3 separate regions of the Gossypium hirsutum genome follow, and all the other regions are linked to region 2. The links are chromatin contacts, called in public Hi-C maps. All regions are on one chromosome and are shown on one strand. Each heading gives the region's core, a stretch centred on a gene start, on an enhancer-like site or on the middle of the called end of the contact. The rest is flanking DNA. Distances are from core to core; before and after follow the strand shown.

Evidence for each region. A called contact is a pair of places that touch in the nucleus more often than the background predicts.
Region 1: a Hi-C map of hypocotyl shows a contact between it and region 2, with 2.9 times the contacts expected there. The contact joins two enhancer-like sites. A contact is called at or near these places in 3 of 34 Hi-C or Micro-C datasets (hypocotyl and leaf).
Region 3: a contact with region 2 is called in a Hi-C map of hypocotyl, with 2.6 times the contacts expected there. The contact joins two enhancer-like sites. A contact is called at or near these places in 4 of 34 Hi-C or Micro-C datasets (hypocotyl and leaf).

What each region holds. Positions count from the first base shown.
Region 1 is chrA10:30,670,320-30,673,242 of Gossypium_hirsutum_v2.1, reverse strand. No RefSeq gene overlaps it. Among protein-coding and RNA genes, the nearest start is that of LOC107895890, 11 kb to the left of the region's middle. Within about 2 kb of position 1,387, at least 3 of the 9 cell types and tissues checked have an H3K27ac peak or open chromatin away from gene starts, as enhancers often do. A contact at or near this core is called in hypocotyl, where this site is marked.
Region 2 is chrA10:31,397,128-31,400,161 of Gossypium_hirsutum_v2.1, reverse strand. No RefSeq gene overlaps it. Among protein-coding and RNA genes, the nearest start is that of LOC107915406, 33 kb to the left of the region's middle. Within about 2 kb of position 1,616, at least 4 of the 9 cell types and tissues checked have an H3K27ac peak or open chromatin away from gene starts, as enhancers often do. A contact at or near this core is called in hypocotyl, where this site is marked.
Region 3 is chrA10:30,577,665-30,580,388 of Gossypium_hirsutum_v2.1, reverse strand. The region is part of intron 3 of LOC107897884 (a long non-coding RNA gene); the gene reads right to left. Among protein-coding and RNA genes, the nearest start is that of LOC107897884, 3.6 kb to the right of the region's middle. Within about 2 kb of position 1,303, at least 8 of the 9 cell types and tissues checked have an H3K27ac peak or open chromatin away from gene starts, as enhancers often do. A contact at or near this core is called in hypocotyl, where this site is marked.

The sequences.
Region 1 (2,923 bases), core at 138-2,637, 730 kb after region 2:
CTAAAATTCCAAACTAATTTTTTATATCAAATATCATATTTAAATATTATTTTCATCATAAAAATCTTAAGAATTGACCAAATTACCCTTTTACAGCAAAATTACTAATTAATCCCTTTTTGTCCTTTTTAGTGATTTCCTCTTAGAATTCGATACTTAGGACAATTCAAGCCCATAATTCATCATAAATCTTTAATATCATTCCATAAGTAGTAAAAATTACACTTTAGCTCTTATCCAGCCAAGAATAGAAATTTATAATTTAGTCCCTGTAGTATTTAAAGTTTTCCAATTTAGTCCAAAAAGTAATTTCCATCTCACCACAAAACTTTCCAAATCATTCCATGTCAATTAATCCATCATAATTCATATTTTCTATTTTTGGTCAATTTTATACATTAATCCTCGTACTCTTCAAAATTTACGATTTGATCATTTTTATTATATTTCCACTTTACAACTCTTTTCACATATTTCCTTCTCCACTATAAAATTCCTATCATAAAATTCTTCATTTGAATCATTCCTTAAGTTTCCTCGTAATTTCTCGATATTCGAACTTAAAATTAAACCACGTGACATATCAAAACTTTATTAAACATCTAATTTTTGTTGACTCTTGGCTGGAATAAATTTTAGTTGCTCATAATAAGAGAATAACAATGGAAAATGAAAAACTTTATTAATTTAAAATCGGAAAAGAAAGAATCCCTCAAACAATGGAGCGCGGCTACTGCTTAAAACCAAATGATAAGTCGATCTTTTCTTTGTTGGACTATTGCCCCCCCTTAAAAAATGGAGAAAATGTGTTCAATTTAATTCTTGTAGATAAATTTTAATTTTACATAACTGATTAAAAAGATAATCTAATACTTCTCACCAAAAAAAAAAGATAATCTAATACTAATTAAACTCCTAATTACATATCTTTACAAATTGAAATAAATATAAAATTAACTACTAAAATAAAACTAATCTTAAAATCTAAAAAGTCTTATATGTCACTTTTTGATTTCATGCCAAATCTTTCCCAGTGATTTACATTCCAACTTGTATTTTAATATCTTAAACATGTGTTGCACCTATAAAGTAACAAAATTAGTAGTGTCTGTCTAAAATTAATTAGAATTAACCACAAAAGCATGTCAACTTAGAACATTATCACCTGTTTTTTTCATTTTGAAATGACTAGAAATGGTTGATCCTTTGATTTTGGTTGAATTGTTGGAGACTATTGAGATAGAATAGAGTCGTAGAGGATGGATCCTCCGATTCACGAGCTTTTATTCTGTTTTTTTTTCCTTATAATGACGTTATGGGGAAAGCATAGAGGCCTATTGGGTCTTAAAGGGATTTGGGTCGCATCAGTAATGCCCAAAACCAAAGGCCTTTTAATACAAATCACAGTGTCTCGATCCAATGCTTTGAAAGCTTGGCCCAAGAATTTATCAGTCTTTGCAAGGGTCCCTTCAAATTCAAATTTCTGAGAGAAGTTATAGAACTAACGGCATTACATATCCTGATTAAAGTTATTTAATGAGGTTGGTGGCACATGTGTTATATAGTTCATTGAGACGACTTGTTGAGGCAACTGTAGATCAGTAGCCACTCTGCATCACTTTTTCAAATCTATACGCGTCATTTGAATGGAAATTCCCCACTTCCCACGATTTACAAAATTAGGACCCCTACAAACACCTCAAGGAATTCTACATTGTTTGTCGAGCATGAAACCGCAAGAGGTAACAGAAGAACAAATAAAGCTTCGAGGTTTTCCTTTTTGGATAAAGAATGATTATTTTAATTACCACGTTAATGACTACATGAGCTAAAATAACATGTTAATTTATTAATAAGTTTTTCTTAACATTTTGAGCTATCAAGATTCGAGAGAAGATTTGTAAAATCAAAGAAAAAGACACTGAATTATTATATGATTAATTTTTTAAGATTAAGAGCAATTCAAATATATATATACAAACTATCCGCAACATGAAATTATCACACAATCTCTTATTCAATATTTTTTCTAAGGGTTACTTCCTACGGAGAGGAAGATTATTGATGCCACAAGCTAGGGTATGTGGCATCTGTGCTATTCTTTATCATACGGTGGATGCATGCTCAATTCTTCAAGGCGACTTTTTAGTAGAAGTTTTTGTTGTTGAAAATTTTCCAAAACCACCCTAAAAATGATACGATCATTATTCCAAAACATATAATGCAAGGCGAAGAGATCACCCAAAATTTAATTATGGAGCATATCTTTAGTGTAGTCTGTAGAATCAGTTAATGCCTCATCTTAAACAATCACAATATTTAGGTATGTGAATTTCGTAGTCACTAATATTCAAAAATTTCAACAAAAAATAACGATATTTCAATAATAAATGAAGGCGAATATTCAAAACCTAGAATCAAATAATTCAAAAATAAATAAAATGTTGTTTAGCAAACAAAATATATAAATATAAATAAAACATGAATAGAATAATTTATATTTAAATTGTAATAAGACAAATTCGGGCATCAACATTTAAACATTTCACATCACGTAACATTGGGTGGGTGTGCCTCAACCCTAACAAGTTTGAAATTGCACCTCCACTATGCACAAGGTAAGGTTTCAAACTTAATCATTCAATTAATTTTTAAGAAGGTTCCTATATATATACACATCTCACACTTGATATTTAACAAATGTGGGATCCAAGTTTTTACTTTACCTCAACAAATATATTCATATAGCTTACTTTGAGCATCAATTTCTCATTCATCACTCAACCATTTTGAGTATATGATATATCGACGTAAAGGTCTTATAGAGTAAAATATGAAACCACAATTTTATGATTCAAACATCCACCTTTACCTATTGAAAATATGCCTCAAAATTCCTATAAAATATAATTTTTCCAACATA
Region 2 (3,034 bases), core at 367-2,866:
GAAAAGAAACAAGGGTGGAGGAGGAGATGGGAAATAAGTTACATGCAAAATTACCTACAAAAAAGGTGAATAAGGTGATAAAGGTGACAAATACTCAGAAAGGAATAGTAGAAAAAGTTACCGAGATTGGGGTTTCTCTCACAGAACCTATACGCAGGGAAGAAACTGTGGTTGATGGTTCAGACATGAATATAACTGAGATGGGTTATCTGGGAAACTCTAAAAAATCAAGATAAACGCGTATAGGCAGAATAAGACAGAGCGATGACGTTTAGATGATGGTTATGTCAAGTAAAAGGGGAAGTTTTACATTTGAGGAGGAATTACGTGGAAACTTGATTGGTGACAATAAAATTTAAAAAAAGGGTAGAATGGAGTCTGATGGGGTTAAATCTTCAATCTTGGAGGAAATGGGAGATCAGTTGATGGTACCTCTACATTTTGGATCGACAGCTGCCAGTAGGCTAGCCGACCGGAGCCAATGAAAATAATTAGTTGGAAAGTTCGAGGATTGGGGAGTCCTCGAGCAAATAGAAGACTTCGGTTTTTACTGAAGCAACACAATCCCCAACTGGTCTTCATTATGGAGACAAAGGTAAATGCTACACGAATGGAAAGTATTAGGAAGAGATGTGGGTACATGAATAGTTTTGATGTGGAAGCTGATGGTTCGAAAGGGGGTTTATCATTGACATGAAAACACGATGTTCAGGTAACCATAATCAGTAGTTCGAATAACCATATTGATAGCCTGATAAAAGGAAAGCCTGACAGCAAAGTTTGGCGTTTTACGGGTTTCTATAGGAACCCCGTTCAAAATGAGCGATCCAATACTTGGAATTTATTGAGGCAACTAGGAAGACTCTGATCTTATCCTTGGATAGTCTGTGGGGATTTTAATGAAATTCTTTACTCTTTTGAGAACGAATGAGGGGTTCTAAGAGAGGAAAAGAGAATGGAGGCTTTTCCTGTTGCTCTTGAGGAGTGTCAATTAATGGATATAGGTTTTTTGGGTTTATGGTTCACGTGGGAAAGGGATAATTTTGCTTCAACAAATATACGGGAAAGGCTTGATAGAGGGGTAGCGAATGTAGCATGGTTTTTGGACTTCCCACATGCACGGATTCAACATTTAGCTTATTCACACTCTAACCATTGCCCTATTCTTTTATCACTGAGAAGGAGAATAAAAAATGTCGTAAGCCTGCATTTCGGTTCAAAGCATGGTGGTTACTTGAAAGTACTTTTGAAAAGAGGCAAAGGATTCTTGGGGTAATATGCAAGGGGTTCTATCGGATAAGCTGGAAGGACTCAAGCAGACGATTAGTCAGTGGGCATGTCAAGTAAAGAATGCTAGACGAGGCATCAAGAAGCACTTATGTAGTAAGCTGGATAAATTAATGCAAGAGGATAGGAACGATGAAAATTTAGATGAAATTATTGCTACAAAAATACATCTAAATATGGAAATCGATAAAGATAAAGCCTATTAGGAACAAAGAGCTCGCGCAGATTGGCTAAAATTGGGCGATAGAAATACAACATTCTTCCATAGGTGGGTCACCCAGAGGAATAGGGCTAATGTTATCAACAGTTTGTAGAACAATTTAGGGGAACACATGTTTGATGAGGATGGGAAAGCTAATATTGCAAAGACTTATTTCCAGGAGCTGTTTACGTCGAGGGGTATAAGTAACCCAGAATTGATTTTGGAAGGGGTGGAAAGATGCATTAACAAAGATACTAATGCAAAGATTAGGGCAAACTATACTGAATAAGAAATATGGATCGCTTTGAAGTCAATGGGTCCCACAAAGGCTCCTGGTGATGATGAGTTCCTATCTATCTTCTTCCAAAAATGCTGGCACATAGTAGAAAGTGAGGTAACATCCTTTTGCTTAGAATTTTTAAATCAAGGAAAGGAAATTGCAAACATAAATGTTACCAATATTTTTTTAATTCTTAAAATTTCACAGCCCACAGATATGAAAAATTTTAGGCCTATTAGTCTTTGCAATTTTCTATACAAAATAATAGCAAAAGCAGTAGCAAACAAATTTTAGAATGTTTTAGAAGTGTGCATTGACAAAGCATAGAGTGCCTTCGTCCTAGGCCGGCTCATTACTGATAACATGCTAATGGCTTATGAGATCATGCATACGTTAAAAAAGAAAAGAATAGGGAAGAAAGGGCACATGGCTTTAAAATTGAACATGAGTAAAACCTATGATAGGATTGAATGGGAGTTCCTTGGGGCTATGATGAAACGCATGGGTTTCGCTCATTCCTGGGTATCTTTTATTTTGAGATGCACGGTCTTTTACTCTATTCTTCTAAACAGAGTTAAAGGAGAATGTTTTCAACCAAAGAGAGGACTATGGCAGGGGGACCCTCTAAGTCTATATTTGTTTCTTATATGCAGTGAAGGTCTTTCATCACTTATGTGTTCGGCTATCAAAAGAGGGAATACTAAAAGATTGAAAGCAAATAGGTGTGGTCCACAGATTTCACACATTCTCTTTGCTGATAATTGTATCATTTTTGGGGAGGCAACAACTCGAGGAACGAGCAAAGTCAAAGAAGTTTTAAAAGAGTATGAATCCTGTTCAAGGCAATGTGTGAATTTTGAAAAATCAATGGTGTTTTTTAGCACAAATACCTCAGAAGATGATTGATTCACAGTCACGAATTTGTTAGGAATGCGAAGATCAAACGATATAGAGAAGTATTTTGGTCTTCCCAATGTGGTAGGTAAGAAGAAAAAATCTTCCTTTCAGAATCTAAAGGACAAAATTAAAAAGAGAGTCGATGGCTGGAGTTTTAGATGTCTGTCACAAGGTGGGAGAGAAGTCTTTATCAAATCTGTACTGTAGGCAATTTTGACTTATTCTATGATGTGTTTTCTACTGCTAAAAAAATTTGTGTGATGAATTGGAGTCTATTATTACAAGGTACTGGTGGCAAAAAGGACAGGGTCGGAAGGGAATACATTGGTTAGTTGGAAGAAAATTTGTGCACTTAAATATGCAGGAGG
Region 3 (2,724 bases), core at 54-2,553, 820 kb after region 2:
ATTGGGACATAGAGAGAGTTTTTATCTGTTGAGAGTTATCCAGCCACAATCAAAGCAGGTTTTTAAGTGGGATATTTCTTTACGCGCTCAATCAAGAAACAACCAGTCATGGAAGAGTAAATGGCTTGTGGAAGACAAAGGAAAGAATCTTTCTAATTTTGGTAACACGAGATCAATGGGGGAAAGAAGAAAAGGGGAGATTCTGACATCAAATCTAGTAATTAAAGGAATTAATGAGGGGATTAGTCAAAAAGATTATGTTTCTGCTTCTGTGAAAGAAAAATGAAAGGCTATTGTTAATATAGGCCCAATAAAACTTGGGGTTATGATCCAAAGCAATGACGAGTTTGATGAGGAGATGGTAACCCATGAAGAAACTAATGGTCCAATAATGCACAGTGATGGACTCAAAAGACCCTGAATTCACCATATTGTTTAACGAAACTCTTGTTACTTATTTGCAAGTACACAATAATTCAAGATCGGCAGGCCTTACTAAATAAGCCAGCGGGAGCAATGAAACTCCTAAGCTGGAATGTTTGGGGCTTGGGGAGGCCTCGAACTATCAATCGTCTCTAGCATAGGCTGAAAGATATAAGTCCCACGGTGGTGTTTTTAATTGAGACAAAACTTCAAGGTTATCAGATGGAGAAGGTCAGACCCAAGTGCGGTTTTCTTAATGGAATTGATGTTGATTCAAATGGTAGAAGTAGGGGTTTATCGTTAGGCTGGAATAATAATTGCAAAATCTCTCTTCTCTCTTTTTCAAGTAGGCAGATAGATGTTATGATTGATGAGGATTCAGAGGGGAAAACTTGGAGATGTAAGGGGGTTTACGAAGCACCAGAGGAAAATTTGCGAGAAACATCTTAGAATTTGCTACGTACTCTGAATGATTCCCCACAGATTCCTTAGGTTGTTATTGGAGATTTCAATGAAATTGCATATTCATCTAAGAAGAAAGGGGGGCTAACTAGGAGGGAAAGACAAATGTGTAGATTTCGAAAAGTTATGGATGACTGTTCTCTCACTGATATTGGTTTCAATGGTCAGTGGTTTACTTGGGAAAAAGGACGTATGAGAATTAATAATATTTGAGAACGTCTTGATAGAGGTATTGCGAATCATCCTTGGTGGGATTTATTTCCTAATTTTAAATTAAGTCATCTATCTCATGCATTTTCAGACCATTGCCCTCTGTTGCTTAATTCAAATTTTGGGAATCAACATTCGAAGCAGTGGCAGTTCAGATTTGAAGCTTCGTGGTTGCTGAAGGACTCTTGTGAATTGGAGGTAAGAAGAATTTGGACCGAGAGTGTGGGGCCTATTCCAAATAAGATAAAGGCTATGGGTATGGGCCTTGAGGAATGGTTTAGGGGAATTAAAAAAAAAGTCTATCACGAAGAAAGAGTTGGAAAAACAGTTGCTTCAACTAAATAACGAAATCCCTACGGACGAGATTTTGGGGAAAATTGTAGAGACCAAGCTGCAAATTAATATGGAGGTGGATAAGGAGGAGCTTTATGGGAATAGAGAGCTAGAGCGAATTGGCTGAAAAATGGGGATAGAAATACCCGTTTTTCCACCAATCGGTAATTGATCGATGTAAAAGGAATAAGGTGGAAGAGTTAGTGGATGGCGAGGGTAATACCCATGCGAGCAATGCTACTTTATTATGGCTGGCCACTGATTATTTTACTTCTCTTTTTACAACGAAAAGTGTTGGAGATCCAAGCTCAATTTAGAAGGTGTTGAGCCATGTATTTCTCAACAGATGAACGAGGACCTTGAGAAGGATTTTACATATGAAGAGGTGTGTTCGGCTCTTAAAGCCATGAGCCCACTAAAAGCTTCTGGCGAAGATGAGATAGGGATGATTTTCTACCAAAGGTTTTGGCATATCATGGGCAAAGATGTGGCTAATTTCTGTATTGAGACGTTGTAGGGGTTGCATAATATGGCTGAAATTAACAACACAAAACTTGTTTTAATTCCCAAGGTCAGTTCTCCTCGGTACATGACTCAATTTAGACCTATTAGTCTTTGTAATATTTTATATAAAATCATTTCAAAGATTTTGGCGAATAGGTTTCAAAAGATTCTCCATTTGTGTAATGGTGAAGCATAAAGTGCTTTTGTCTTGGGAAGACTCATTACGGATAATATCATAGCTGCATATGAAACTTTACATTCTATGAAGAGAAAACAAATAGGGAGAAAGGGGTCATTTACTTTAAAACTTGATATTAGTAAAGCTTATGACCAGGTTGAATGGAGTTTTATGCATGTTATGCTTCGAAGGATGGGGTTTTTGGATAGGTGGATTGAGAAAGTTACTATTTGTGTCACGTCGATCTTGTATTCTATGTTTATGAATGGGGAGGTGGGGGATTCATTTTTCCTGTCTTGAGGCCTTCGCCAAGGGTTCCCTATTAGTCCTTATTTATTCTTTATATGTGGTGAAGGCTTGTCGACTCTTCTTAGAATGGCTGCTACTAGGGGAGTTGTCAATGGCTTTCGGGTTAGTAGGCAAGCACCACGAATCACCCATTTGTTTTTTGCAGATGATAGCCTTATCATTGGAGATGCGTCTATCAATAGAGCAATGGTGATCAAAGATATTTTAGAGGTTTATGTTAACTGTTCTGGCCAAAAAGTCAACTTCGACAAGTTAGAGATCTTTTTCAGTTCCAATGTTGATCAGTTTCACAGAGATGAGGTTTG